Linked DNA regions of Mus musculus: all the other regions are linked to region 2. The links are chromatin contacts, called in public promoter capture Hi-C maps. All regions are on one chromosome and are shown on one strand. Each heading gives the region's core, a stretch centred on a gene start, on an enhancer-like site or on the middle of the called end of the contact. The rest is flanking DNA. Distances are from core to core; before and after follow the strand shown.

Region 1 (3,372 bases), core at 833-3,332, 1.9 Mb before region 2:
CATTCTGCTTGGACCAGCCACACGCCCTTCCTCCAGGTTCCTCTCATTCTGCTTGGACCAGCCACACGCCCTTCCTCCAGGTTCCTCTCAGTACGCTGTCTTATCCCCGCCAGCTTCTTGAGCCACTTTCCTTGTGAAATTCTTCCTGTCTCTGACAGAAAGAAACCTTGGAAAGCAGAGTAGGAAGGAAACCCAACACACACGGGGTTGCTCTGTGCCGCTGAAGAAGCCATTGAGGACCCGGGAGGCTCCCACCATTCAACTGCCTCCCTGGGCAGGTGCCAAGGAAGATCACTCACTCCACACCCAAGCCTCATCCTGGCTCCCCGCTCTTCCCAGCCACACACACACACACACACACACACACACACACACACACACACACAATCACCCATTCCAGCGCCTTCCTTTGCCACCCACCTGACTAAAGCAAGACCCTGACTCTGGGTCTTGGCACTTGGAAAATGAGACTAGGGTAAGCTTGTCCTGAGCGCAGACACATCCTCTAGCCAAACCTCAAAGAACACAGCTGGGGGGGGGGGTGGCTTAAGAAGCCCGTCTCTTTGCCTGTCCTGCCTGGTTTTCCTGTCTCCCTCTTCTGGCAGAGCCGGAGCCCTCCTGCAGTGGGAAGGTGGGGGTGGGAGCGCTGGGCTCTTCTTGGCAGCTTGGAAGCTGATGTTGGATTTCCCTACCAGCTGGACTTCCCCCGCCCAGCGCCACATGCTGGCTCCTTCCCCTCCCCCCACCTGCTGTAGTTATCTAAGCTGTGGGCCTGTCAATCTGAGTCACACAAGGCAATGCCCAACAAACCCTGGCAGCCTGGTGCCAACATCCCCACCACCACCCTGGAATGCAGACAGCTGGGGGTGGGAGGCAGAGCAACCAATCAGAGCCCAGTCCCAGACCTGCCGGCCATACAGGAATTTGAACTGCAGATTCCTGGGCAGAATTCAGCGTTATGAAATGGGCCTGGGGCTCCTGAGAAGCAGTGTCCTGCTCCGAGTTGGCCATCCATGCCCATATGAGCCAGGCAGCAGGTGAATGTGACCTCGCTGTACGCTGCCCCCTACACTAAGCACCCGGGGCTTGGAAGGCATCTGACCCACCTGCTGCAAAGGGCATTATGCAGTGGTGGACCACCTAAGCATCTCGGGCTCCTGGTTTGTTTGGCCATCTAGTGTGCTAAAAATCAAGGCCTGGGTTTGTAAGGAAGAACTACCAGACACCCCTCCTTCACTCCCAGCCACACCCCCACCAAGGAGGCTCTATCAGGACTGCAAAGACTATTCCAACTAGGAAGGGCTCCTTTGCACCCTTGTTCAAGGACAGCTACCTCGGGGCCAGCAAGGCCAGCAAGAGCAACTGGTATAAAGGTCCAGCCTGCGCCTCCTCACTCAGTGGGTCCTCCACCCTCCACCCTCACTCAGGCCTCTCAGAATGCCAGCCTGTTTCCAACACCCAAGCTGTCTCCCCCTCCCATAGCTGCCGCTCCTCCCGCTGCAGGGACATTTCCATGCTACCCGGGGCCATCATGTGGCACCAGCACTGCTCTCCTCCCTGTCCCCTCCTCCATACCCCCTCCTTAGCAGAATACACCGCTATGTCCCCAGCACTAAGGAGTCAGAGTTCCTAATGCTCTGTACCTTTGGGTTGCCCAGGTTATCTGGTCCTAAGTGGTTCCCCCACCCCACCTCAGCAACTGCCCTGGGAAGAAAGCCCTGATCATCGTGCAGGGACAGGTGGTCCCTAGTTCCCATACCCAAGCCCTTTGCGCCAACCCCATTCTCTCCCAGAAGCCGCTCACAACTCACCTTTTTGCACCGGGACCTGATGCTCAGACCAGGTAGCCGGACACACGGGCAGCTTGGCAGGCAGAACGCAGGGATGTCCGGTCTGGTTCAGGGCAGCGGGAGACTGGGCAGCGCCTGTGAAGGAGGCGGACCCGCAGGCTGAGCTGCCGCTGCCGGGGAGGGGGCTGCGGGGTCAGCGACAAACTGAAGCGAAAGAGGGAGGGCGGGAGGAAGACAGACCGAAGAGGGGGAGAGGTAGAAGGATCAGAGCGCGCGTGCTCAACAGCAAGCAAGCAGAGGGAGGAGAGCGCGCAGCGGAGTGACAGCTGGGGCGCATCTGCGATGGCGGGCGCGCGCACCGGCCTCCGAAGCTCTGTGGCAGCAGGAGAGCGTTTGTGGGTGAATCTCCGCTGCCCCAGACTACAGGTACTACAGGTACCCTTATCTCCTCTCACCTCCCAGGAGCGGCCATCTCTGGCTGTCTAGAAGGCAGGACCTTCCAAGGGGTACAGGACCCAAAACACAGCCCCGCTGACTGTCTTGGATCTTAGACCTGCCGGAACACTAGGTCTGTCTCCTGTGTCAGACCCCAGTTCTGATAAGGAAAAACCAGCTCCTTAAAGGCTGAGTTCCTCTTACAAGAGGAACGCTGAGGGTCCTCAGAGATGCCAAGGCAACAGAAAGCCCTTTAGACAAGGGGCTGAGTCTGTAGATGTGACCACCCTTGGCCAGGACTATTTGGGAGAGAGAGGTGTCAGAGCACGCAGCTGCAACCTGAAGGAACAACAAGCAGAGACCATGTGCCTCTGTGCACACGGGGAACTGAAGGAGCTGGCCTTGGTGGTCTAAGACCTCTCTCCCAATCAAGACAGAGCAAGTCTAACACATTGCCATTCACTGGCATAAAGAGTGTTCCTTCCAATGCGGGGCTGAGCCAGAGGCTAAGCCAGAAGAGAAGCTGGACTTCCCAGCCTGCAGCCTGAAACAGGCCTCATTCCTTTACATCCTGCCTGTTCAGCAGATGATCTAGCTTGTAGGTAACACAGCATGAATATGTATCTCAGGGTCCTTTCTCTATGTTATATGCAGGGCTGGGCGCGCCTTGATTCAGGACTGCAATCCAGCAGAGCTGAGAGAGTCCCCATCCTCTCTGAAGTTCCCTGTGCCTGCCCTTTCAACAAGGCAACCAGCCACTACCCTAACACTCTCCCAGCTCCTGCCTCAGCAAAACAGACCCTTCAGGAGCACGGTGATCTCTGTGCATAGTGATCTATCCCTGCCTTAAAAACTCAGCTCTGGAAGGTGGGGGTGGGGGCAAGATGGCTCTCCTAGCAGGTAGCAGCACTTGCTGTCAAGCCTAATAGCCTGGGGTCAACCCCGAGAACCCACATGGAGATAAGAGACTCCCACAGGCTGTCCTTGGGATGGACACACACACACACACACACACACACACACACACACACACACACACCATATAAGTAAAATTAACAGCAACACCCAACATCCCTCTACAGGGATTTTTTTTCTCTGTACCACTTTATAGTTCTGATCACAGAGGAGTCCGTGTGGTAGCTTTTTG
Region 2 (2,977 bases), core at 398-2,897:
TAATGACAGGTAAGGATTTCACACCCTAGTCACAATTTGTGCTACTCCTTTGAGCCTTGTGAAAGCTAGCACCAGGGAGTTCTGCTCTAGCAGACCTTATCATGAATAATGCAACAACACAACCCCCCTTTTTCCTAGGCCTTGGTAAATACTTGCATATGAGAGTAACTTGGCTGTAATGAAGATTCTAAGTATACTTTGCTAAGCTTGCCCTGAGATTTCTAACTCTTATCCAGTAAAATACTGTAAGAAAGTATGCAAGACCCTCCACAATATTGCAGGGACAAATCTGGGGCATTCTAGCTATGGGAATGCCAAGGTTCCAGGAGGCTAAGTTTCCTTGAAACTCTTTGCCTTGTGACTGCTTCCAGGCTTTTAGGCCTGCCAAGCCAGTCACTACTGGAGTGGACATAGCACTGGATCCCCTGGATCTAGAGTTACAGATAGTTGTGAGCTGCTATGTGGGTGTTGGGAATTGAACCCAGGTACTTGGCAAAAACAAATGCTCTTAGCTGCTGAGCCATCTCTCTAGTCCCCAGTGGGGGGGAGAGGGGGAATTAAACAGTATATATATTTTTAAACAAGTGACATCCTGGCCCTTTCACCTTACACAGTCACAGGCTTTAGCAGACTTGACATTTCTGTCTCAGCTGTGTGAGGACCTTCTGCAGAGATTTAAAGACTGCCATGTCCTGTCGGTGTTAGTGATAAAAGAAAGGCATATATGATGTGAGCAGGTCTTAGCCTAGCACCTCGCTGTCTTATCCAGTCACTAAGGAGCAAGGGATTCTAGGAAAACTTGGGAGAGAGTTCAGAAGGTAGAGAACTGGACGAAGTAAAACCATGAAGACTGAGTATAAATGTGGAAGAGATAGGAAATCCTGCCTGAAGCACAGATAATTGGTGATTTATGAGTCTGTGTAAAATTATATAATAGGAAGTCAGGTGTGGTATTGCACTCCTTTAATTCCCGGCACTAGGGAGGCAGAGGCATAGTTCAAGGCCAGCCTGGTCTACAGAGTGAGTTCCAGGAAAGCCAGGGCTACACAGAGAAGCCCTGTGAAACACAAACAATATAAATAAACACATAAAAATACATATTTAAATGTATTTACTTTTTGTATATTATAAAGCATCAGTTCTTACATTGGTTCAGTACTGTTTTGAAGAATTGCATGACATGTGCATGGCTTTGTTTTTATGACATCCTTATTTATATAAACAATGCAGGATCCAGGAGTTTATGTAACTCACTTGTGTGTTGATGGTTCACCTACCTAATACAAAGCACAGATCAGATCTACCTCTGCCCTGACACTCCTTTCAGCCAAAAAAAGTGCTTTCTTTGGTTTGACAATGTTTTTGTGACTTATTTGTCGTGTGACCTATGTCACCTGTAAATAGAGTAATAGTCCTTAACTCATAGAGATGAAGAAATAACAGACAGAAAGCGCCTTTCCATTCTGCCACACTTTATAGCAGCATCGAACCCAGGAAGAGGAAATAGCCAGCTCCATAGTTTTCTTTTTCTTTTTTCCCTAAGCTTCCAGCAGACCCTTCTCAACGGACTCCTTCAGAGGTTAATAATAAAGGTGCAGGTAGCTCCACCTCCTAACTGGAATTTCTTCCGTTCGTCCTCTTCCGGTTAGCGAAGGAAGGATCACATTTCTCAGGACAAAGGCATTTCACTAATGGTTTAGCTTCCTCATCTTTTCCACCCCAAAGCTGGCGACCCAGTGCGTTCTCTCTGGAAGATGGCAGTCTCTGGGCGCGAGAGGTTCCCCGAAGCTTCACAGACCCAAGAGCCCAGGACTACAACTCCCAGAATCCTTCGCTCCAGCGTGCGCGTGCGTCGTAGTGGCTAAGAGGGGTGGAGAGGAGGTGTCCACCGTCGTGGGTTCCCCGTGCAGGTCTTCTGTTGTCGCGCTCTCTACTCTGGGAGTTTCGGTGCTTTTAGCACCGGTCCAGGGACAGGAGGAACTAGTGCTGGGCCTTCGGCAGCACTAGTCTTGAACAGACAGTCTTGAACAGGCCAGTGCCCCAAGGGTTAGGCTGTCAGTGAGCGCAGGCTGTGCCCGGGTCCAGCTCCTTCCTGGTCCTTCCTTAGGAACAGACCTGGAGAGGCGCGGAGGGGAAGAGTGCGAGGCTTGCGGGACATCTACCAGGCCCAGTCCGAATTTCCAGGAAGCTCCCGAGAAGCTGTCCTCCTGACGTGTGAGGAGACCTGGTCGAACCCAGGCTGGCTATGAAGAGCGACGCCTCGACGTCTGCAGCCCCTTTGAAAGGGCTCGTGGGCCCTCTGCGGAGCAGCGAGCCCGCGCTCGCCCTCCCCGCTGTGTCCCCCGCGGTGCACCTGCTGGAAGAGGCGTCCGACCTGTTGGTGGTGCACCTGGACTTCCATGCCGCACTAGAGACTTGCGAACGAGCCTGGCAGAGCCTGGCGGAGGAGCCCGTGAGTGGCACGTACGTGCTGAGCTATGTTCCGTTCTGGATCCTTTTGGGGAGGAACTCGGGTCTCTGAATATCTGGCATTGTGAGACTGCGCCAACCACACACCTTGCTTTCCCTAAGGGATCCTCTTTGAGAGAGGCTGGTTGCTCATCCTGCACCCGTGAGACTGTACAATGAAGTCAAATCATGCAACAATTTGGAGGGACGCCACAGTCAATTCTTGGCTCACCTTTTCAGTGCAGGACAGGGTAGATGTCTTTTAAGTGTTCAGTCGTGAGGAGGTTCAGTAAGCAGGTAGCAGCCTTCTTTGGGAACACACCTCCTATTTAACCTAGCCTTGGCAGGTTATAGAAAATGGGGGGTAGAGCGGGGTGTCAAGGCAAGAAGCACACTGTTCTGGTCCTGTTGCAGGACTGAGTGAATTATCTTTAGATTGCTCTGTCTAATGCATTGGCCTCCTCTGACAGCTGGAGGGCACCATTTCTCTGTGGAGTAAACCTTCCTAAGAGCTGTGTGAGGCCACGCT
Region 3 (3,465 bases), core at 834-3,333, 1.7 Mb before region 2:
GGGACCCGCACAGTAGGAGAGAGAGCTAACTCTCAAATAACTGGTCTCTGACTTCCACGTGGTGTGTCATGGAACTCAGTTGTGAGTATCAATAAACGCATGTGAATGTGCACCCACACACACACACACTGAATAAAATGTCCTAAGAATCGGCTTGGGCTTGAAACGGTGCTTACCGCTAAGCCTGACCAGCTGAGAGCCATCTCCAGCACTCGTACAGTAGACGGGGAGAACAGATGGCCCCTGGGGCTGTTTAAACAGAAGATAACCCAGATGACCCCAGGAGAGTGCAAACTGAGGCACAGCCAGAATTGTTACACTATACGTCAGGAATTATTTGGTGACAAACAATGTTGCCTCATATTCAGGAAGGCCATAAAAGTCTAAGGGCCTCGGTATGTGCAATGTGAGATACAAAGGGCCTGCAGGAATTTTAGCCACTGCATTTCCTGATTAAGACCCACGGGGTGGGATTTACTGTGTATTGTGCCTGTTAGTTCTGTACACACTCGGGTCTAACAAGTATCTGTTACTTAGGAAAGAGGAGTGGCTAAAAGCCAAGGCGATCGTATTCCAAATTTGGACCACATCCCAAATCTTGTTCAGTGCAAGATGTCAGCAGGTAAGGTCATTGCTACCAAGTCTCATGATCCGAGTTCCATCCTGGAATCCACATGCTAGGAGAGGGATGACTTCTTCAAGTCGTCTTCTGACCACTAGATACTGGCTGTGGAGCATGCCCTCTCCCCATTAAAGAAATACAATGTATTAATAATAATAATGATGATGATGTCTTGTTCAGGTTCCCAAAGAGTCAAGGAAACAGCTAAGTCAGGTTGTTTTGTATCTAGATGTGTGAACTTGTAACTTATTTAAGATTCTCAGGTTCCTTTTCTCTGAACTAAAAACTCTTGGCTTCAGGGGTCATAAAAATACAATTCTGAAATCCTATCCTTCATGCAGATATTTAAGACCCGAGGCTACACTGTATAGAGTTGAGCTCTGCCCTAGATTCATAAAATATACATAAAGCATAAGGCTGGAGCATCTTTAACCAGACCAAAGAGTGTATGTGTGTCAGCACATACAGATGTATTAGGTATCCGTACAGCTGGGCCGTGCAATCTACAGTCTAAGTGGCCGAGGAAAAAGACAAAACCTGGTGTAGGTTAGAGCGCAAGGCAGGGGCAGAAGCAGTGGGAAGTTTTGACACAAAGTTGAAAGGGAAAGGAACTCACATGGGTGTATGGAAACAACAAGATTGTGGAAGGCAGGCACACTGGACAACTTCCAGAAATTTCTAGAACGAGAGCTGTCAAACTATGCTGACTAAAAGCCACTTTCTCCACCAAATTAAGACTCACTACTAAAGAGAAAGGAATGGTGGGAAGGCCGCCCGACTGGGGCAGTGGGTGTGGTGAGATGGTTAAAGGCGCTCTGAGAAGTAACGCGGGCTAGAGGGGATGGAATATGCGGGCAAGAGAGGATGAAGTATGCGGGCGGGAGAGGGCGTGGAGTAAGCGTGGACACCGAGGGGAGCAGCCCGTGGGCCATCGGGCGCTCTTTAGGGCTGCACGGTGCGGCGAGGCCGCCAGCCATCCCGGCGCGCATGGGGTTAAGCCTCCGCGGCCGAGGGCAGAGCCCGGTTTCCAAGGAAACGGCTCCACCAGTTCCGGCGGCGCGGGCGCGTACCACTGAGCGGGGGAGCCGGCGCGGAGGACGCGGAGGGCGCAGCGCGGCTGGCCGGCTCCTAGGGCGCAGGCCCGATCACGCCGGTGAGTTCGCCGCGTCCCGCCGCCCGCGGCCGTGAATCGGACCCGCGCGACTTAGGCGGGGGAGGAGCGGCGCGCGGCGGCCCCAGAGTCCCCCCGCGCAGCGGCCGAGTGCGAGCAGCCCGGGGCTGGGCAGTTTGAACCGCGGACGGCAGACAAAGGCAGCAGGAAGCCGTCCGCAGCCCGAGCGCCCGGCCCGGGCCTCGCCGGCGCGCGCAGCAGCGACGCGGCCGGGCGCGGGATGCCGCAGGGCGCGGGGCGGCGCGCGGGCGCGGACGCGGCGCCCGCCCCGGCCGGGATGTGAGGCCCGAGCGGCCGCGCGGGGGCGGGAAGGGCGGCAGGAAGGAAGCGCCGCTCGGACGCGCCGGGAGGAGGAGCGGCGGCCCGGCCGGAAGGCGGGGAGGGGCGGCCGTTGGCCCGCGGCGGGCCGCTCTCGGCGCCTCCCGGGGCGGCGGCGGCGCCCGCGCCTCCTGCACCCGGCGCGGCGTAGCGGCGGGAGGAAGATGGAGACCCACATCTCGTGCCTGTTCCCCGAGCTGCTGGCCATGATCTTCGGCTACTTGGACGTCCGAGACAAGGGTCGCGCGGCGCAGGTGTGCACGGCCTGGCGGGACGCCGCCTACCACAAGTCGGTGTGGCGGGGCGTGGAGGCCAAGCTGCACCTGCGCCGGGCGAACCCGTCGCTGTTCCCCAGCCTGCAGGCCCGGGGCATCCGCCGCGTGCAGATCCTCAGCCTCCGCCGCAGCCTCAGCTACGTGATCCAGGGCATGGCGAACATCGAGAGCCTCAACCTCAGCGGCTGCTACAACCTCACCGACAACGGCCTGGGCCACGCGTTCGTGCAGGAGATCGGCTCGCTGCGCGCTCTCAACTTGAGCCTTTGCAAGCAGATCACCGACAGCAGCCTGGGCCGCATAGCCCAGTACCTCAAGGGCCTGGAGGTGCTGGAGCTGGGGGGCTGCAGCAACATCACCAACACCGGCCTTCTGCTCATTGCCTGGGGGCTGCAGCGCCTCAAGAGCCTTAATCTCCGCAGCTGTCGCCACCTCTCGGATGTGGGCATCGGGCACCTGGCCGGCATGACGCGCAGCGCTGCCGAGGGCTGCCTGGGCCTGGAGCAGCTCACTCTTCAGGACTGCCAGAAACTCACGGATCTTTCCCTGAAGCACATCTCGCGAGGGCTGACGGGCCTCCGGCTCCTCAACCTCAGCTTCTGCGGCGGCATCTCGGACGCGGGCCTTCTGCACCTGTCGCACATGGGCAGCCTGCGCAGCCTGAACCTGCGCTCCTGCGACAACATCAGCGACACCGGCATCATGCATCTGGCCATGGGCAGCCTGCGCCTTTCCGGTCTGGATGTGTCGTTCTGTGACAAGGTGGGAGATCAGAGTCTGGCGTACATAGCCCAGGGACTGGACGGCCTCAAGTCCCTCTCCCTTTGCTCTTGCCATATCAGTGACGATGGCATCAACCGCATGGTGCGGCAGATGCACGGGCTGCGCACGCTCAACATTGGACAGTGTGTGCGCATCACGGACAAGGGCCTGGAGCTGATCGCTGAGCACCTGAGCCAGCTCACGGGCATAGATCTGTACGGCTGCACCAGGATCACCAAGCGCGGCCTGGAGCGCATCACGCAGCTGCCCTGCCTCAAGGTACTTAACCTGGGACTTTGGCAGATGACGGACAGTGA
Region 4 (3,352 bases), core at 679-3,178, 1.3 Mb before region 2:
TATATTACAATATATATCCATCAAATGGCCTATTTTCTTAACAAGAAATATTTTGTCATAAATGATAAGGCACGTGACTACAATAATCTAATAGAAAACAAGAATCCAAAAAAGACTTAGGTTTATTGTGGTAAAGAGTAAAATGCTGATGGACACTGTTCGCCTTAGTAATGTCTCCCAACAACGTACGATACATGTTCCCACAGGGTACCAGAACATTGTAAAATCCCTTGACTCTGACAATATTCCTTAGAAATGGAGGTACTTACGTAAAGAACAATTTCTATTTCATTTTTTAATATTTAGTAAAGACTGAAATAAAGCCAGGTGTGGTGGCACATGCCATTAACTCTAGCACTTGGGAGACAGAAGCAGGCCAGCCTGGTGGGCAGAGCGAGTTCTAAGATAGCCAGGGCTACACTGAGAAATCAGGTCTCGGAAAACAACAAAACCAAAGAAAAAGGGGGGGGGGGGGAGACAACAGTAAGTACACCTGAAAATAAAAAAATAAAATCGATCTTCAAGAAAGCCAGATCATGTCTAATCTCACACTTGGAAGGCTGAGACAGAAGAAGAATCGGAAAAATAGGGACATCCAGATAACTCAACAGAAAAAAGTGCTTATGTCACAAGTCTAATAACCAAAGTTTGATCCCAGCCATCCACAGTGGGAGAACCAAGTCCCAAAAGCTTTGACCTTTGACCTCAAAGAGGGAGGGAGTAATCTATCGTGTGTATGCCAGGCACACACACATAATGATTAAATAAACGCAAAATGTATCAAGGTCTATTGAAAAACAAGATGTAAGAGACAGTTGCACTTTAAACGCTTAAGCAATTTCATACAGTCATCTCCAACAGAACTGTTCACAGTTCGCTCAAAGCAATCAGCCACAACCACCTGCAACTATTACTCTGAGTCCAGGGCCTTTTCTTAACGGGTCAACTCAAAAATGAAAAATGGTACAAAGAGATCAAGCACAGGAGAGGGGGTTGAGGGGGGCAAGGAAAAGAAAAGGCTGATAGCACTTTTGAGGGGCTAAGAGTAATGAGACTCACTCCTTCATGGTTGGTTGCTATAGAATGAAGTTGTCTAAACACCAACATCTTCCTTCTTGTGTGTAAAAACCTCACTCACTCGCGCTCCCAATTTACCAACCCCAAGTCAACGCAAAGGGATTCTCTTCCCTCAGCGAATTCTACTCATCTGACCAAGAAAAGAACCAAAACCCTAGAGTGGCAATGTGAGATCTGCTGCAGTAGCCCCTCCAGCTACCTCCAAGGCGACATCCATGCCTCATTTTCCATCTGAAATACAACCTTTCCTCTTCTATCTAACCAGGTTCAAAATAATAAGATCATCTTAAACATTTTACATCCGATCCACCTTGGCCGCACCCCAACTCCAGGGCTCCCCAATAGCCCCACATCATGCCTCCCACCCTCGGCTCTCGGTGGGCCAGAAGCCCCCCACCTCCCACCTCCAGCAGCGATCCTTACCGCCAGCGCCTTCGCTCCCGCCCAATCCGGGAGCTCCGCAGGGCGCGGCCGCCGGTGGGCTCGGGTGCGCTGGGGCGGGGTCCGCCCTCCCGACCTCCCCATCCTCCTCCCCACCCCCGGCCCAAAAAGGAGGGGGAGGGGTCCCCAAGCCTCACCTACAGCTCCGCCCCTCCCCAGGGGCGCTCTGCCCTGCCCAGCCAGGGCCGGGAGCGCCGAGCCGGGTAGGAAACGACAAATGCCTCGGCGCCTGCGACCTCTGGGCAGATCGAGGTTCCGCCTGACGAGCGAGCCGCTGCCGACGCGGCCGCCTTACTCTCCTCAGGGCCGCCGCTGCTGCTGCGGTTGCTGCTACTGCTTCCCGGACAGCCTGCCGCCGACACTACCACAGCCGCCGCCGCCGCCGCCACCGCCACAGCACGACCGGCGCCCGCGACGTCACCACGCCCCGCCCCCCGCGCACACCTAGCCCCACCCCCTGTCGCCCGCGCGGCGCCCTCGCCCCGCCTCCCGCTCTCCCGGGCCGCTGGGCTTTCCCTCGTCCCACTGGGAAGCGCCCCGCTACGCCGCTCCACGGGACCGCGCGCCAGGATCGACAAGTGCGGCGCTCCGAGGCCGCGAAGGTAACTGGGTGCCGAGGCAGGGTTGCGCCACACGTAGCGCCGCCCCTCACACACACACCCACACCCACACCCACGGCCGAGCGTCCACCGGGAGCCCGGGCCGCGATATTGAGCGAGGAAGGTGCGGACGAGGAGGGGCGGCGTTTGTCTCCTCCTGCTTGCCGTAGGACGTGGACTGCTGGAAGCCCCAGGAGTGGAGTGGCCTTTCCCAAACCTGGAGTCGCCCCGCCCCTTCCTTGGCAAGCCCGTTACCCGAACCCTGGGACGGCCGCCACCTTAGGAAATAAATAGCTCAGGGCTTGTCATTAGAGCCACGGCTGCCTGGACACCCTTTGTCCAAGAGAAGTTAGCTTCTCTCACCCTTGGCTTTTGCGCTGTGAGGCTGTGGAAGGCAATAATACTCTTGAGTCATCTGGGCTGTCCAAGCGGTCATGGCAAAAGACCCTCGCCTCAGTAGGTGGCTTTTTTTGCAAGGATCATTCCAGGGAGGAAGAGTGTGGGCGGAACCTGATGTCCACATGCAGTGTACTGTGCCAAATGCTTCACCGCGTTACCTTTTTTATTTAGCCCTCACACCAAGCAAGGCGAACTACAAAGCAGCTGCTACCTTATTTTAGACAGCCCAGTTTTCTGCTGCTGAATTTCAACCTTTGCCTTTTGTCAAGAGCAAGCCAAAAAAAAAAAAAAAAAAAAAATACGGAGGTGGGGGCAACACATAGTTACTAATCTTAAAAATGTAGATAAGCTATCTCTAAGCCGAAAATCCAAGGGTGGTGTGAATTACACTCATCCCCATACTCACAGCGCTTATTAAGCTAATTTGAAATGCCTTTGAGATGAGAGGAGCTAAGACTCACCGGTTTACTCATCCCTAACCTCCCACCATCATAATTAACCGGCTTACACTCTTCCTAATCCCATTAACATCTTCCCCCATCCTGTAGTATTCACGTTCATCCACCAAACTATATTTTGTCCTTTCCAGATTCTCTAATTGTTCCCTTCCAAAATGCACTTGGGTCATTACAGCTCCTTGGGCACACTAAACTGATTCCCCTTCAGTACATCTAACATATGACAGCCAATTGTTAGAGAGTGTGCAGCTAAACGGGACTATTCAGCAGCCAGAAAAGAATCTTCAAAGATTTCGTTTCTGGGGCTGGGAAGATGACTTAGTGGATACGAGCATTTGCTCTACAAGCAGGAGAACCTAAGTTTGAATCCCCAGCACC
Region 5 (3,402 bases), core at 214-2,713, 1.4 Mb after region 2:
TCCTGTGAGACAAGTTAGAGGGACTTGTCCACCCACCACCTGGGTTCCCTTAACCCTGTAATGTCACGGCTGGTGCTGGTTACTCCCGGTGCCCTGAAATTTTTTTCCCAGGAATTCATTAATTCACTAGTGAGGGAAATTGTGTCTCTGATAGTGATGTGATAATGCAGAGGAAATTAATTAGAGGAAGAAGGAGGATGGGGGCTCATTAACATTTCAGATATGATATCCAGGGAAGGCTAAACTGCCAGGGAGTAAGCCAAGTCCTGAACTATGAGACTTTGCACAGAGAGATTTCACAGCAACAAAATAGGGGCAGGGGCATGTGCTGTGTGCATGCAACGGGATCCAGTCTCTAGCTCAAGACTGGTCTGGTCTATATAGAAAGTTCCAGACCAGCCAGAGGAGCTACATAATGACACCCTATCTAAAAAAAGGAAGGGAAGGAAGGAAGGAAGGAAGGAAGGAAGAAAGGAAGGAAGGAGGGAGGGAGGGAGGGAGGGAGGGAGGGAGGGAGGAAAGAAGGAAGGAAGGAAGGAAGGAAGGAAGGAAGGAAGGAAGGAAGGAAGGAAGGAAGGAAGAGTATAAGAAAGGAAGGAAGGAAGAAAGCAAAGGATGTTCTTCCAGATGATCAGGGTTCAGATCCCAGCAACCACACATGGTGGCTTTCAACCGCCTGCTGGTCCTCTGCAATAGAAATAAGTGCTCTTAATCACTGGGCCAGCTCTCCAGGCCTCCAGTAAGGTATTTTTAATGAGGAAAAAGAGTTCTTTTTTAAAAAAAAAATACTTTTTGACACACACACACACACAAAATTAAAATAAATCACTTTTTGGTGCAAGCAACTAGTCTTTCTAGCTATCTTATAATGTCATTTTAAAAAAAGAAAAATATATTAGAGAATTAGGAGGCTAAAGTTCACTCTCTGGATGCTGTGGTGGTCAACCCCCATCTCTACTGAGGCATAAAACTGAGTGTAACAAACGGAAGGAACAGATACTGTAAGTTCAAGAAGCACAAGATGCATTTAAGGCCACTTTAAGTCACTATGACTGCTATCATTCTTGTTATCACAATTTTAAAATTAGGAAGCATGCACAGACCTTAGGTGTGATACCTGGGACCCCCCCACACACACACACACACACACTCACAGAGCTCATTATCATGATACCAATGTGAAAAGTGTCCAGTGCTATTGTCTCCTGATCTTTGTTACCTGTGGTACCTGGGCTGGCTTTTTAGAGGAACAGCCTCGAAGGAAGTTGGACATTAAGCATGAGCAGAACTGCCCCCCGCCCCCCAATCATTTAATCCGTGTGGCTCTGCCCACCACAGCCCCGCCCATCTTTACTGGACCCAACCCAGGAGGCAGATGTTGGATACCTGGTGGTAGTGATGCTGTCGTGGGGGAGGAGCCCACAAGAGCAAGCTCAGATTTGAATGCCAGGGGCCAGTGCTCTGTCACACAACAGCACTGAAGCAGCCTTGCTTGAAGCAAGCTTCCTTTGGCCTAAGACTTTGAGGGAGTCAAGAAAGTCACGCTGGAGACCGATATGGACAGGTAACAAGACAGTCTCATCTGCTTGTGCATGTGCTCCAGTAGTGCTGGCTGCCTGTCTGGATGGAGGCTTTGCCTGTCAGTGCGCGAATTTCCTCGTCTGCTTGCCACCCTCTGCTCAGGTCTTTTGGGTTTTGGACCTAACTCTGACCACGAAGTTCTTCCCTTCCCCCGGTTTCTCTCTTCTCTGTGTTGCTAGAGATAGGAAGCCTTGACTTGTCCTGAGATTTGGGCAGAGCTAGAGCCGGCTTGTGGTAATAACAGCGAAGCCTTAGAGGCCCGCGCCACAAAGAGGTCGTAGCAACTCCTTACTAAAAACAGTAGTGGTTATTTTCACAATTATTTGGCAAATATCCAACATCTTAAGACTCGCATGGGGAGTCTTTACAGGAATTATTTAGTTATAGCAAGAAGATTTGTACTTCTCAAAAAAAAAAAAAAAAAAAAAAAAACTAAACATTTGAGATGAATTGCTTGCAACTCATTACAATGGTGTCTATTGAAGGAGAGAATTTCATTAAGACAGGCAATTTAGTGTTATAGACTCAACTGTTAGACACTTGGTGACATTTTTACTGTTTAATTCATCTATGCAGAGATTTCTTAGCTTCTTGAAAGCTTTTATATGCAGCTCATGATGAGCCATTATCAGAAATTTCTCTCTTGATTTTTACATTTATTGCCAGTGTGTGAGTCACTATGCCTAAAGCCCATACACTTGAGCTCACTTCCGTTTGGCTATGAGGTTTAGAATATGGAGTTAATATAGCTAATGGTAGCAGGGTGTTCTTCAGATTCCAGATTTTTCCTTTCTTGTCTTCCTTCTTTCTTTTTGTTACCCTTCTCCTACCCCCTCTTCTTCTCCCCCTCCTCCTCTTCCTCCCTCCTCCCCATCTCTTCCCCTCCTCTTCTCCCTCCTCCCCCTCCTCTTCCCCTTCCCCTCTTCCCCCTCTTCCTCCTCTTCCTCCTCCTTCTCCTGCTCCCCATCTCTTTCCCTCCTCTTCTCCCTCCTCCTCCTCCTTTTGCCCCTTCTCCTCTTCCCCCTCCTCCTCTTCCTTTTCCTTCTCCTCCTTCTCCTCCTCCCTCTCCTCCCCCTTTCCTCCTCCCACTCTCCCTCACCCCTATCAGGGACCACATTGAAGACCTCACACATGCTAGACAAGTAATCTGCCACTTAATTACATCCTGAGCCCTCAAAAAGCAAACAGACAGACAGACAGACAGACAAACAAACAAACAAACAAACAAATGTTCACAGGAGGCAGGCAGACAGCATGAGCTGCTTCTGGGTTTATAGTGAATTTTGAAACCAAATCTGAGATCTATGTCCTGATGGAGAAGGGTCCGAGAGAAATGCATGAGCATGGCAAAATGCAAAGCAAAGACGAGGCTGAGATTCAGGGAGAAGCAAACAAGACAGTGGAGAGACACAGGATGGCACGGCATGGACTGGAGCAAGGGCAGCGGGTAACTCAAGGCAGCCCTGCTACTAGGCTGGGATTATTTTTAACCCCTTGAGTCTGGTTTGCATTGCTGGGGAAGCAGCTAAGGTTCTGCCTCAAGGAGCACAGCTGTCTCAGCAGCTGGCGATCTACAGGTTTGGGACACCACCTAGCAAAGTCCTCCTTACCGGGAGGGACATCCCGAGGAGAGGGAGCTGGAAATAGGCTCCTAGCTAGAGTTGAGGGGAGTGCTGGATGGAGGTGCCCAGTCCACAGGTCAGGACTGTGCAGCTCCTCCCACCGTGGCTGGAATCTTAAAATAGAAACAGTCTATTACATCTTCCTGTGGTTCAGACACAACTCTTCTATTTGAGACACATCCTTTCTAAACTCCAAGGA
Region 6 (3,180 bases), core at 114-2,613, 1.3 Mb after region 2:
TTTACAATACACGGCAACAGACCAAACTTCAACAGCAGACCAAGGTGGCCTCACATCCTCCTGCCTCTGCCTCCTGAGTGCTGCCACTTTGCCATGCTCAGTCCAAGGCCTTCCCCCACCCCCCACCCCTCTTTTTTGTTTGTTTTGTTTTGTTTTGTTTTTGAGACAGGGTTTCTCTGTGTAGCCCTGGCTGTCCCGGAGCTCACTCTGTAGACCACGCTGGCTTTGAACTCAGAAATCCAACTGCCTCTGCTTCCCAAGTGCTGAGATTAAAGACCCTGCTGTCTTCAGAAGCTTTTAAAAGGAAAAGTGAATTAGGCCCTCATGTTACCTGTATGAAAGGAAGTTCTGGTTTGTTTCAGCTGTCTTCTCATTGTTGTTTTTCAAGTGAAAGTTTTGTTTTGTTTTGTTTTGTTTTTAGAAGATGTTTAGTGTTAGGATGGTTCAAATGTAAAAAGGAAGATTCTTAATCTTTTAAACACGAAGTTGTATTAGTAGAAACTTGTAAATTAGGTGCTAAATAAAATATCAAACCCACGAAGACCAGGGACTTGGTAGTGTAAGCCTATAATCCCACTACATGGAAAGCTCAAGATAACCACAGTTGGAGGCTAGCCTGGGCTATATGACCAGCTCCAGGCCAGCCAGGAAGACAGAGGCTTGCAATGTATCTCATTAGGATGCTGGTTTGGCCGGCATGGAGCCCTGGGTTTAATCCCCAGCACTCCACAAACTAGGCAAAGCGCCCCATGCCTGGGAAATAGAGGCAGGAGGATCAGACATGCAAGCACATCCTTACACCACCAGCAGCATAGGGAGTTTGCAGTCAGCCTGTCCAACCTGGGCAACCCTAACTCATACAAAGGAAAGGAGGAAGCAGGGAGGGGTGGACACAGGGGAAGAGGGAAGAAAGGGGAAGAGAGGGAAACGAGTAATGATTCAAATAGAGAAGAATGCCAGAGAGAGAGAGAGACAGACAGACAGAGAGACAGAGACAGAGTCCAGTGAGATTAGGGGGAGCATGCTTGGGGGGGACAGGAACCCGAGGCAGAAAGGCAAGCTGAGCCCAGCAGTGACAGGGAAAGTGGACTGATGAAAGGAGAGCAGATGTTGGGCCGGCCCTGGCCCTTCGAGGGAGCAGTGAGCTCCCTCTCCAGTGTGGTCATAACCTTTGGAATGAGGGTGTGAGTGACTGCAAATTCCCATCTCCCTTCTCATTCCAGCCTTATTGTAACACTGCTTTCTACGCCTCTCTCTCTCTCTCTCTCTCTCTCTCTCTCTCTCTCTCTCTCTCTCTCTCTTCCCCTCCCTCCCTTCCTTCCTCCCTCTCTCCCTCTTTGCTCTGCCCCCCCCCTTCATTGTTTTAGAATAGGCCAAATGTGAAGTCTTTCCAAGGGTGTGGCTGTGTTCATCTTATTCTCCAGCCCAAGTAGAACAGCAGAGAAGCGTGAGAAGGACGGACACACTCAGCAGCCAGAGGCCACCGGCAGACAGATCGCAGCTCTGTAGACAGTGAGTTGTTTACAAAACTATACATTGAGAATGTCTGTGTGTGCATGTGTGTGCTAAAGGGTGGAGAATGTCCCTAACTTAGAATTGAGCCCTCTCCATTATGTGGGGAACTCAAAGGAGAAGGAACACCGAGATCAGCAGATGATATTGGAAAAGACACAGATGCACCAAAGGTAGCTTAGATATTAGGAGTGAAAGAGGCTATGGGGCAGGGCCAAGGATGCCTTAATTAGAATACCAAAGGTCCTCCCTCCTTGTTACATGCCTGCATTCCAAGCTAAAAGGTGGTGGATTGAGAAGAGTGGGGTGGCGGTGGGGTGGCAGGGGTGGAGGGTGGGGGAAGTGAAGCGAGTCCAGGAGTTCAAGACCAGCCTGGGTAGCATAACTAAACAACTCAAATTTAAAAAGATATTTTCTGTAGAATGATGGTCGTGACAGTCAGAGGGACATGAATGTCGGATGAGAGAAAAGGAAGGGTTTGAGCTGTACAAAGAAAGCAAGGTTTCCGGAGTGAAAATGGGAGAGGGGGATGCAAGCCAGACGTGAGATGTTGCTATCTCTCGGCATCATGGTCTCTGCTTCTCTCCCATCCTCCACCCATCTCCTAGATATGCTGTTCTTGGGGCAGAAGGCCTTGCTGCTTGTCTTGGCAATCAGCATCCCCTCTGGTGAGTCTTTCTGTCTTGACTCTTCTTTCCCTAACACATCAGATTCTTGGTTCTCCATGCCCATGGGGTTATCTATGGGTTAGATGGGGGTGGGGCTGAGAGTGAAGGGGCGTGGCATTGGGCTATGGGTTAGATGGGAGGTTGAGACTGAAGGGGCGTGGCAAGAGATGTCTTGTGTTGACACAAAGGTGAGAGTTTGCAGGTGGTGAGAGCTAGCCTCGGACTTAAGGGTGGTTAAGATGATGTGAAATTACAATACAAGCACTTATTAATCCCTAGAAAAGAGTTGCATATTGATATATGACTCAGCAAATACCAAAGGAACAAGAAGTTACATACACCTACAGAGACCACCATACGGGAAACTGGATCCCCTTAAGCCCCTTGAGGGAAAGACCACCTAACACTTGCTCCGGCGGACGCACAAAGATTTACATACATGATGGAAGTATATGCTACGTGTACGCACAAAAGGAGTGCAGTCGTCGCAGGTAGCATAGAATCCAGCTAAAGGATTGGCTATAGAAAGCAATCTTGGATGCTGAAGAAACGCTACTGTATTCCCCCTCCTCTTTCTGCCAGATGCAATCCCACAATTGGCTTGCCCAGTGGTGCAGCTGATTCAGGGGCTGTGGGCCCGGGCAGGACACGCTAAAGAGCCTGCCGGGTTCCTCTGTGGCCCTTCTTGGGAATGAGATCAAGAGGGGGACCTGAGTCAGGGCAGAGCAACAGTGGGCTTTGTGCTCCATAACTTGTCTTTGTTGCGTGGTTTCTAATGCTTGGTTAGTTTTGTGCATAGCCTTGTGCTCTTGTGTGGAAATATATAGGGACAAAGACAAATCACAAAGACGATATGCAACAATATCTCCATTGTATTCTGGTTCATCTCATAAAAGTGTTGTGGTGGAGAAAGTTGGAGTTATATCCATTTTCTTTCTTTTTGACAGACTGGCTACCCCTAGGGGTCAGTGGTCAACGCGGAGGTAGGTGAAGTCTTCCT
Region 7 (2,968 bases), core at 225-2,724, 1.8 Mb before region 2:
AGAAGGCTGAAGCAGGATTCTTAATGTTTGGGCTACAGAGTGAGACCTGCACACCCTCACCCACGAACAAACAAAACAAATACACTTAGTTGGGAAGTGTTTTATGAACAAATAAATTTTAAAATCCTAAAAGACTGCAGTATTTTTACCTTGCTCCTTGGGGAGCAGGGGTAAGCATTCTGCTTTGGGGAAACACAATGAACACAGCAACACAAGAATTACAGGCCATCAAGTGAGATGGCTAAAGAGTATGCTTGCCAGGCAAATTTTCAAGACCTTGCCGCCTGAGTTCGATACCCGGAACCACATAAACGTAGACGATGATCAACTTTTACCAAGTTGTTCTCTAACCTCCACACGTGTGCCATGAACACAGGAGTCACACAGAAACACACCATAATAAACTGGATAATTTTAATTTTTTTAAAGTTTTTTTTTCTTTAAATGAGACAACCAGAGTAAAACATAAATGCAACTAAAAGATCATTTCCACTAAAATACTAAAACCACCAATGAAGCATTGTACCTACCAAATCCCAGGTGGTCATGTCATTTATCAAAAATTCATTGCTCAACGCTCTCGTGAAGTTTTCAAACTCCAGAAACAAATGTTTAAATCAAGGTCAAAAAAAACAAAAGAAGAGACTCATTAGCTGTCTGGTCTAGCGCTCCCTCGGACTCATCAAAACTTATTTTATAGCCGTTTCCAGCAATTCTCTAACAAGCTAACCACTGGCAAATAAAAACCCAAAGGGGCTCAGAACTGGGCCCAAGAACTATCCCGCAGTGACAGCCTGACGCGCCACCTAAGGAAAGGTGAGGGCAACCTTCCCATCCCAGTGGTTGGAAAAGTCGCGCTGAGCACAAGCCATCCGAAGCAAGCCTGCCAGAGAAATCCCTAGAAGTGGCAGAAGACACCAACTAGAAGTCGGGGCGGGAGGATTTCAGTCTCCGGCCATCGCGGGGGTACCGGCTCCGAAATCGACTAGAGACGGAGCGAGGGGCTTCGGACTCTGCCCCGCGGCGGGGACAGGGCAGCGGGCGCCCGCGACCGCAGCTGCACGGAGCGCGGCCCCGGCCCCCCCCCCCACCCCACCCCCCCGGCCGCTGCTTGGGCCCCGCACCAGGCGCGCGGCCGCAGGTCAGAGTTCCGGCCGCGCTCGGAGCCGGCCAGGCGCGCGCTCCCGGCCCGCGCCGGGGACACCTGTCCCTCAGCCCTCACCTCCTTCCGACCCGGGCAATCTGCTGAGCCCGGGAAGCCGCGCTCGAGCCACAGCCCTTCGCCCGAGTTAGCGGCCGTCTCACCGCGCGGCTCGGGCGCCTCGGGAAGCAGCGCCTCGGGGAGGGAGAGGGGGGGCGCGGAGGGAGGGGGCCGCTCGCTGGAGCCGCCACCGCCGCCGCCGCCACCGCGGTACCGCGTCGGGACTGTGCTCGCGCCGCCGCGACCGCCGCCGCCGCCGCCGCCGCGTCTCCCCGCCTCCGCGCCCGCGCGTAGCCGTGACGCGCATCGCACGAGGCGGGCCGAGCCAGTAAGACCACACCCCGTGCGCAGCCGCGCTGGCCTAAACCGGAAGCCTCCCCTCGGGAGGCTTTGGAAGCGTGATGCATCTTGGGAGTTGTAGTTCGGCCGGGTCCACAATGTAAACAGTGCGGGCAGAGTGCCTCGGAACGCTCACCCAGCTTCCTCGACGATTTCTGAAGAGATCTGAGAAGGGAGTGGGCCGCCACGGTTTAATGACTCGGGATGGAGCGTGTGTTTGTGTCAGCGGCCAACATAATGCTAGGCGTCGTCTTATGAAGGTTTCAGGATTCCGAAAGCGTTTAGTCAACTCTTCCTCAAACAGTAGGGCTTGTTTTTATTACCGTACTAACGTATGATTGATTTATGCCCTACCACTTCTAGAAGATATTCAAAATTATTTTCAATGGTCGATTGCAAACGACTTAAGCATTGTGTCTGTTTACCCAGAGGGAATGATTTGCTACGAGTGAGCTTTCCTATTGAACCAGAACAAGGAACTATAGGAGCTGGTGTGCAGAGGAAAAAAAAATGGTTTCTTCGTGTTCAGTTGTAAGAGGATTGTATCTGTCACACTCTTTAGTTCAAAACTTAATACACGTCAAAGTAAATTCGGAAGCTTTAGTTTAGACCTTGGAGGAAGCTTATTGTTCTTGCCTTTAGACCACAATCGGTCTCATAGCCAAGAAGCTAAAATGTGATGTTGAGCGATTGGAGGGAAGCAGACATGGAAAACTCTTCAACGAGGAAAAGCACTAGAGAGGTTAAAACAAGAGGATCTTGCATGTACCAGATCAGCCTGGTGTACATCGCGAGCCAGGCCAGCCTTGGCTATACAGAGTGTAAAACCATGTCTCAGAAAAAAAGAAACGAAAGAAAGAAAGGGAGAGAGAGAGAAAGACAAAGACTTGGCTACTAAGACTGAGAAAGACAATTGTACCTTTCCCATCAGAAAACAAATGCAGGCATTTGGGAATTATAAATGTGGCCCAAGGCTGGAAATATAGCTCAGTGGTAAAGCTATAGCCACTCCAAAAGCCTCGATTCCATCAATAACTTAAGGGGGGGGGGGGTGCGGGGGGAAGGATCCATAATAAATAGGGCAAAAAGAGAAGTTTTTTTTTCAGGCTGAATATAAGGTATCCCCTAAGGAAGACAGACTTAAGATAGACCATTATCTTACCAGGTATGGGGGCTCACACCTTAATTCCTAGCACGTGGGAACTGGTATAGGACGGCTGCAGTGAGTTCATGGCCAACGTGGGCCACAAGATGAGTTCCAGGTCAGCCAGGGCTAAAATGAGACCCTGCTTCAACAAAGGAAAACAAAACCCCCTCTCAAATCTTTCCTGCAGAGCTTTCTTTTAAGGATGCTTCTTTGATCAAAGCTTCTGTCTCCAGGAACAGGGTTTTTAAGAGAGCCCGCCATTTCCCCTCCTACCTCTCAGC

What was found. Promoter capture Hi-C pulls out the DNA fragments that hold promoters and counts their contacts.
Region 1: a contact with region 2 is called in a promoter capture Hi-C map of pre-B cells. The contact joins the promoter of Lrtm2 here to the promoter of Pex26 in region 2. A contact is called at or near these places in 2 of 39 promoter capture datasets (embryonic stem cells and pre-B cells) and 1 of 115 datasets of contacts at active chromatin or transcription factors (pancreatic cancer cells).
Region 3: a contact with region 2 is called in a promoter capture Hi-C map of pre-B cells, with 5 times the contacts expected there. The contact joins the promoter of Fbxl14 here to the promoter of Pex26 in region 2. A contact is called at or near these places in 2 of 39 promoter capture datasets (erythroid cells and pre-B cells) and 1 of 9 other capture datasets (liver).
Region 4: a contact with region 2 is called in a promoter capture Hi-C map of erythroid cells, with 4 times the contacts expected there. The contact joins the promoter of Erc1 here to the promoter of Pex26 in region 2. A contact is called at or near these places in 2 of 39 promoter capture datasets (erythroid cells and pre-B cells).
Region 5: a contact with region 2 is called in a promoter capture Hi-C map of pre-B cells, with 6 times the contacts expected there. The contact joins the promoter of Aicda here to the promoter of Pex26 in region 2. A contact is called at or near these places in 6 of 39 promoter capture datasets (the 3T3-L1 cell line, 3T3-L1-derived adipocytes, embryonic stem cells and 2 more), 1 of 484 Hi-C or Micro-C datasets (B cells) and 3 of 115 datasets of contacts at active chromatin or transcription factors (embryonic stem cells, large pre-B cells and trophoblast stem cells).
Region 6: a promoter capture Hi-C map of stem cell-derived epiblast-like cells shows a contact between it and region 2, with 5 times the contacts expected there. The contact joins the promoter of Mfap5 here to the promoter of Pex26 in region 2. A contact is called at or near these places in 5 of 39 promoter capture datasets (the 3T3-L1 cell line, cranial neural crest, embryonic stem cells and 1 more) and 1 of 115 datasets of contacts at active chromatin or transcription factors (stem cell-derived neural progenitor cells).
Region 7: a contact with region 2 is called in a promoter capture Hi-C map of pre-B cells, with 5 times the contacts expected there. The contact joins the promoter of Adipor2 here to the promoter of Pex26 in region 2. A contact is called at or near these places in 3 of 39 promoter capture datasets (liver and pre-B cells) and 1 of 115 datasets of contacts at active chromatin or transcription factors (pancreatic cancer cells).

Annotation. Positions count from the first base shown.
Region 1 is chr6:119,328,684-119,332,055 of GRCm38.p6, forward strand. It overlaps Lrtm2 (leucine-rich repeats and transmembrane domains 2), which reads right to left and starts at 2,083. Exons shown (of 5, transcript NM_172492.3): 1 at 1,812-2,083. All of the region lies in intron 26 of Cacna2d4 (calcium channel, voltage-dependent, alpha 2/delta subunit 4), which reads left to right.
Region 2 is chr6:121,182,020-121,184,996 of GRCm38.p6, forward strand. It overlaps Pex26 (peroxisomal biogenesis factor 26), which reads left to right and starts at 1,648. Exons shown (of 5, transcript NM_028730.6): 1 at 1,648-2,463. The coding sequence starts at 2,246.
Region 3 is chr6:119,477,585-119,481,049 of GRCm38.p6, forward strand. It overlaps Fbxl14 (F-box and leucine-rich repeat protein 14), which reads left to right and starts at 2,084. Exons shown (of 1, transcript NM_133940.3): 1 at 2,084-3,465. The coding sequence starts at 2,276. All of the region lies in intron 1 of Wnt5b (wingless-type MMTV integration site family, member 5B), which reads right to left.
Region 4 is chr6:119,846,222-119,849,573 of GRCm38.p6, forward strand. It overlaps Erc1 (ELKS/RAB6-interacting/CAST family member 1), which reads right to left and starts at 1,929. Exons shown (of 21, transcript NM_053204.2): 1 at 1,656-1,929. 3110021A11Rik (RIKEN cDNA 3110021A11 gene) reads left to right here and starts at 1,972. Exons shown (of 1, transcript NR_030776.1): 1 at 1,972-2,808.
Region 5 is chr6:122,552,346-122,555,747 of GRCm38.p6, forward strand. It overlaps Aicda (activation-induced cytidine deaminase), which reads left to right and starts at 1,464. Exons shown (of 5, transcript NM_009645.2): 1 at 1,464-1,564. The coding sequence starts at 1,557.
Region 6 is chr6:122,512,221-122,515,400 of GRCm38.p6, forward strand. Mfap5 (microfibrillar associated protein 5) reads left to right here and starts at 1,364. Exons shown (of 10, transcript NM_015776.3): 1 at 1,364-1,512; 2 at 2,121-2,180; 3 at 3,128-3,163. The coding sequence starts at 2,123.
Region 7 is chr6:119,387,260-119,390,227 of GRCm38.p6, forward strand. It overlaps Adipor2 (adiponectin receptor 2), which reads right to left and starts at 1,475. Exons shown (of 8, transcript NM_001355692.1): 1 at 1,223-1,475.